Regions from separate parts of the Mus musculus genome. Here region 1 is linked to region 2. A link is a contact called in public HiChIP or PLAC-seq data. All regions are on one chromosome and are shown on one strand. The core of a region is the stretch at or near the end of the contact, and the rest is flanking DNA. Distances in the headings are between cores, read along the strand shown. Region 1 holds the start of Fxyd3 (FXYD domain-containing ion transport regulator 3). Region 2 has its middle 10 kb from the start of D7Ertd128e.

Region 1 (3,001 bases), core at 11-2,510, 180 kb after region 2:
CACACACACACACACACACACACACACACACACACATACCATGCACACACATACCCTGGACCCATTTGTTTAGATTAGACATATATTTCTTGTAGTTGATTTGGGGACTATTTCTCAGATGTCTAGGGCCCCAGCAAGCTTTGGGGAGCTCCAGTAGTGGTTAGGGGTCTCAGCTATGGATGCTTGTGGTCTAAGGCTGCCCCCTGATACTCTGTCACACATGCATGGGTTGCAGCTGAGTGCCCAGCCTATGCGGCCATTTTTCTCAGTTCCAGCCTGACTCCCTCATACTGTCTTTTCAGCTTGATGAAGCTGACACTGTTCTTATCCCACACAGCCATCACATGGGAATTCATCCTAACGCTGTGTGCTCTATCAATATGGCTGCTGAATCTCACCTCTTACACTTCTCTCTCCAGACTCTTCCAAGACCCCAAAGGACCACAATCTCTGAGTGAACCAGAGTGGGAGCCAGCACAGAGAGAACCAGCCTTGCTGGGACACTAAGCACCCCTCATCTGCTTCCTGCCTGTGCTAGTCAGAGGGCAGCTTCCGTGTTTTCCCCTACTCCAGGACGGTGGATGGTCATATCTGCAGGGTAGGATGCATACACCCTTGTCATCTGAGTCCCCATCTCCTAACCAAGTCCCGCTTTACAGCTTCCCTGGATCAGACTTCTCTCTCCTGGTGTTCATCTATCTTCCTTGTGCCCTAATAATACCTGGCCGCTCAGACACACACCTCCATCTGCTTCCTCCCCCCAGGGCACTTAAATTACTCTTCATCTACTTAGTTACCCCTAGACACCCCTCTACTCTCATCCACTGAGAAACCCTCAATCACGATATTACGATGTAGTCACTTCCTGTACACCCTGACACCTCAGATACCTCAGGTAAACCCAGACTTCTCATCTTCTCAGACCTCCCCCAGGCTTCCCCAATCCGTCTATGAATATCAGGTGAGTCCCCCCAGTTGTATAATCCAGTCCCACAGAGGTGAGCCATCTGGGACAATCAGCTGACAGAGGCGGGTAGTCTCCTGTCCCCATAAAAGAATCTTTAAGCAGGAAAGTTTTAGGGGTCTTTAACCCCAGTTTCTATGTAATAGGTGCAGTTAGAGGAGAGTTAGAGAGAGTGGGGGAGCAGAGGCTCAGGGAGGAAGGGGCCCCCAAGGCCACTCACCTGAGTAGCTCAACAGGCTGAGAGGTGGTTCCGGGAGAAAGCAGAGTATGGACTTGCCAAGCCGGGACAGCCTTTATCCACACTGCCACGCCCTGAGCAAACCTGGGCAGGCAGGCACAAGTCAGGTCTCCCTGAGGCGAGGGACGCCCCCACTCCATTCCTCCCTTAAAGAGACAGTTCTACTCATTCTTTAACTATAGTAGCCTCAGGTAAAGTGGAAGGGGACCAGGGTGGGCTGAGGATTGGAGGGAAGAGGGTGTGTCTGATCTCCCAAACATCAAAGGAGACTGGGAACGGGGAAGATTCTGGGGTCCTTAATGACAGACGCCCATCATCCTGGAACGATGTGGGAGAACGTGGAACATACATGTAATCTGTTTCTGATTTAGGTTGTAGTGGGGGTGGGGCTTTTTCTTTATTTGTTTGAGACAAGCTCTCACTATGTAGCTCTGGCTGGCCTGGGAACTCACACTACAGACCAGGCTGGACTTGATCTTGTTGAGAGTCACCCATCTCTGTCTCGCAGGCTGGGATTTAAGGCATGCACCACCAGTTGTTGTTTTGTTTGGGGATGCACCCACTGGCATTTGTAGGGAACTAAAGCCCACTCTCCATTCTGCATTCTTTGTTGGCAGGGGTTAATAAAAGACACTGACAAGGCCAAAGTTGTAATAGGAAGAAGGCACTCAAGTGGTGGGTAGAAGTTGGGGAAGGTCTGGTTCTTGGGGTTCATAGACCAGGCCCCAGAAGACTGAAAACCGAACTGACTTTCAACGTTTCTCTCAGAGATGAGGAGATGTCGGGTGGACGTTCAATCTACGGAGTGGGTGTGGGCATGGATGTGGATGTCAAAGTTGTCTTCCTCTACTGCAGATGAGTTCCCTGTACTCTACAAGCCCCCACCCTTCCCTGCCCCCTGTCCAAATGGCACTCCTTCCGCCTGGGGTCTGTAAGGCTCCCACATGGTCCCTGCTGGAGGTGCCCCCTCCCCCAAAATTCTTCCTCCTTACACAGAAGAACTTTTGTCCGGGGTCTGGATGGAGAACAAGGCACCATTGAGTGGCTGGCAGAGGATTGGGGTCACCGGGAGGGGCAGGGCCAGGAAAGGGGTGGCTTCTATTCGGCCACCAGCTGGACTCCAGACGACCCCCAACACTATGGTGAAGGCGGTAGGGTGGAGACCCAGAGGCACCAGGCTTGGGAGAGGTTGCTGTTGTGGGTGTGGAGAGGAAAGTTTAAGGGAACTTAGGGCCAAGGGTCTGTGGGGCAAGGAAAAGGACTCCCCACTTCTCGCCAAGGCCTCCCTCCCTGATGTAGCTCACTTAACTATGATAGTCTGTGTTCCCTGTTGGTAGCTCCTGATCTTCAGGCCCTAGCCAGGACAAGGCATCCTGCCTCCCATAAAGGAGCGGAGCCCTCCCTCAGGGCAGTACCAAAGCAAGAAGCACAGCTAGAGATACAAACAGAGGAAGGACAGGCCTGGCAGTGGTCTGGCCTGGGATGGAGGGAAGAGACTTCCAGGTCCCCTTAGGGCATCTTTGTACCTAGCCACATCTTCCAGAAGCTCGACTGCCTCTGGGGAAAACATCTAAAACCCTTGGTGGTCCTAAGAGTAGGAGAGTGTCTCCCTCTGCTGGACATCATAGAACTACATGCATCAGAGAGCAGGAGCTAGGTGGGGTGGGAGTGGGAAAGCTTGGGTTTCTGTCCTTCATCCCTCCTGGGTGTGCACCCAGATGCTAGAGGGACCAGGTGAGAATCGCGAGCAGATTGTGAGGCAGGATGAGTGTGAGAATGACTATCTTGTCTAAGATAAG
Region 2 (2,810 bases), core at 6-2,505:
GTGACTGCCACACAGACCTTTATGCTCTATCTTTGCCACTTCCTGTGTTGATAATTACTTAAAAATAGAAAGCTGAGAAAAGTAAAAAAATAAAACTAGGCCTGGTGGTGCAGGTGCTGAGGCAGGAGATTCATAAATTCAAGGACCATTTGAGCAACAAAGTAAGTTCAAAGCTCTTCTGAGTAACTTGGTGAGGTTGTCACAGAATTAGAAGTGAAGTTTGGATGTAACTCGGCAGTACAACACTTGCCTACAATCTCCCAGTGAGGGGGCTCAGTGGTAAAATACTTTTATAGCATGCAAGGGTTCCTAGGAGGTCCCAACTAAGAGAGAGACAGAGTTGGAAAGGAAAGAGGATAAAAAATAAATAAATAAAAATAAAACATTTGTTTTAGAGTGGGACTCCAGACCAGACGTCCAAATTACAACAGCCTTAGGTGGAGGACTTTCTTGGACTTGAATCCATCTCGGTTCCCGGAGGGAAGCCTGGGTTTTCTGCCACCCACGATGCTGAGACTGCACAGGAGGAAAAAGGTCATAGATGTCTTAGGGTAACCAAAGAGTTCTGGAAAAGTCCAGGGCATGGAGGCAGGACTCTTGGGAACAGTCGCTTTGATATTATTCTTTTTCCTTCCAGTGAGATAAATGATCTCCATTTAGGGCAACTTGACTGTCACATCCTCACTAAGAAAGCAATGGAGGCAGGAAAATGAGAGCGCTCAGGGCGGGCACTCTAAATCTGATTGTGACCCCCAGGCTCCTGGACAGAACTACGTACGGTACGTGAATGATGTTGGTGCCCCTCCCCAGGGCTTACAGGGTCATAATGCTTTACAACATTACAGGGAATAGCACAGCACGCGGTAAACAGGCCTGGGGTTTAGATTCCACGTTTCCAGTTGCCCTCCGTGACATCTCTGCCTCTGGTCTAAGGACAGTGATGATGTTGGTGTGATCGACTTTAAGGGTGTGTTGTGTGGTCACCCTTTCCAAATCACAAGTGCGTGAAATGCTTCCCGTGTGTCTGTGGCACAAAATGTATGGGTGCAAAAGGCAGCTGATGCTACTGCAGATGTGTCACTTGCTCGGTGGCCTGTGACCTCCTAGTGGCTGTTATGTCCCCCACGGGCTTGTATTTTGAACTCAGTCTCCAGTTGGTGGTACTGTTTTGAAAGGTCATGTGTGGAGCTTCCAGAAGCCGGAGTCTGATCTGACTGGCAGAAGTGGGAGGGACCCTAGGGGTGGACCTTGAAGGTTTACGTAGCCAAGCCCTTGTCTCACTCCCTACCTCCTGGTCCTGCGGGATGTGAGGAGACTCTGGTAATGCCATACCTCTTCCCACCATGATGGGCAGAAATGTCTGTGAAACCATCAGCTGAAGTGACCCTTTCCTCCCCTGACCTGTTTCTATGGGATGTTTGGTCGCATTGACAGATCACACCTCTGACTACTAAGTTGGACAGGAGGACCCTGGAGACTAAAATATGGTTTTCCACTCACTCTGCAGGGAAGATAGCTCAGAAAGGTTGACTTTAGGGGTGGGGCGGTGACCCCTGCCTGCCATCTTGCTGCCCCTGCCTGTGAGGTAAGCAGATGCGTCTGAGAGACCAAAGTTGGTGGGGAAGAAGGGACATGGTACTTCTGGGCTGTGAGTTCCCACCTCCCTCCATTGTGGCCAGAGCCCAGCCCTGCTTAGCCAGCCAAGCTTCAGGAAAGTTCTGGATGTAGCCTGCAGCCTTTTTTAACAGTGAGGAATGAAGGGGCTCTAGCTGCCCCGAGGGAGCATGGCAAATATGGCTCTAGCAGACCTTGCCCTTCTCCCCATTCCCGCTGCCTTGCTAAAAACCTGTTAGATCACATTCCTAAAGCTAGCTACCAAGGTCTGTTTCCTTATTTGGCCACTTCTTCCCCCTGGGGCTGACCACTGAGGTCCAGCTATCAAAAATCCTCTTTGGCCTCCTTAATTAACATGCCCAGTTAAAATTAAACACCCCACCCTAACCCAGGGTTTCCCCTTTCCCCTTTATAAACCGCTGTTGCCTACAGGCCTCGTCTGTCCCCCCATATCCAGAAGCAGGCCTTTGTCCCTCAGGACAAATATCCTTCCTCCCTTTCTCTGTTCCCTTCTCCTCCTTCCTCCTCTGTCTCCTGTCTTTGTCTCTTATTCCCTCCCTTTGTCCCTCTGGGGCAAATCAATCTCCTTTGTGCTGAGAATATGGTCTAGGTCTTTCCTGTGCCTTTCAAGCAAGTCCTTTCAAGGATAATGGATGTGCCTGCCCCGGCCAGTATCTAGGGATAGGGGCAGGTTAGGGTTGAATTACATCACCCCAGCTAGAAGTGACTCAGGAATAGAATCCAGACCAGACTGCTGCTCAGGCCACAATGCCTGCGGGCCCCTCCTCTTGCACAGATACCTGCAGGGATCCACCAAGACACTGAGACTCTGCGGCTAACAGAGTTCCTTCCACGTGTTGGGATCGCTCACCTGGAAACATACATTCATACCTAAGGGGTACAGCCAGACACACATCCTGCCCTCACTCGCGTTCCCTGACTGTTGCTTGGGAATCAGAGATCCTGGCTGGAGGGTTGTGCTGTAAAAACCCCTTCCTCAAAAAGCTATGATAAGGTACCCAACTCCCCATGTGGGTCCAGTTCCTCTTGTCAGAGATTGCACTATGCTGTCTATCTCGGATTCAGGAACCCTAACTCAGAGCCCCTGACATTGTAGTCTGTCTGTCTGCTCGTGGCATTAAAATAACCCTTTTAATAAACTTTTTACCCACAGCAATCTCAGTGTCTTTCTTGAA

The links. HiChIP or PLAC-seq counts read pairs in DNA pulled down with a chosen protein or histone mark.
Region 1: a contact with region 2 is called in an H3K27ac HiChIP or PLAC-seq map of trophoblast stem cells, with 10 read pairs. The contact joins the promoter of Fxyd3 here to the enhancer-like site in region 2. A contact is called at or near these places in 11 of 39 promoter capture datasets (the C10 cell line, the HPC-7 cell line, cranial neural crest and 8 more), 8 of 484 Hi-C or Micro-C datasets (CD8 T cells, bone marrow-derived macrophages, embryonic stem cells and 2 more), 2 of 115 datasets of contacts at active chromatin or transcription factors (effector CD8 T cells and trophoblast stem cells) and 5 of 9 other capture datasets (adipose tissue, embryonic stem cells, liver and 2 more).

What each region holds. Positions count from the first base shown.
Region 1 is chr7:31,075,437-31,078,437 of GRCm38.p6, forward strand. It overlaps Fxyd3 (FXYD domain-containing ion transport regulator 3), which reads right to left and starts at 1,261. Exons shown (of 8, transcript NM_008557.2): 1 at 1,185-1,261.
Region 2 is chr7:30,890,871-30,893,680 of GRCm38.p6, forward strand. No RefSeq gene overlaps it. Among named protein-coding and RNA genes, the nearest start is that of D7Ertd128e, 10 kb to the left of the region's middle. Within about 2 kb of position 1,256, at least 27 of the 459 cell types and tissues checked have an H3K27ac peak or open chromatin away from gene starts, as enhancers often do. A contact at or near this core is called in trophoblast stem cells, where this site is marked.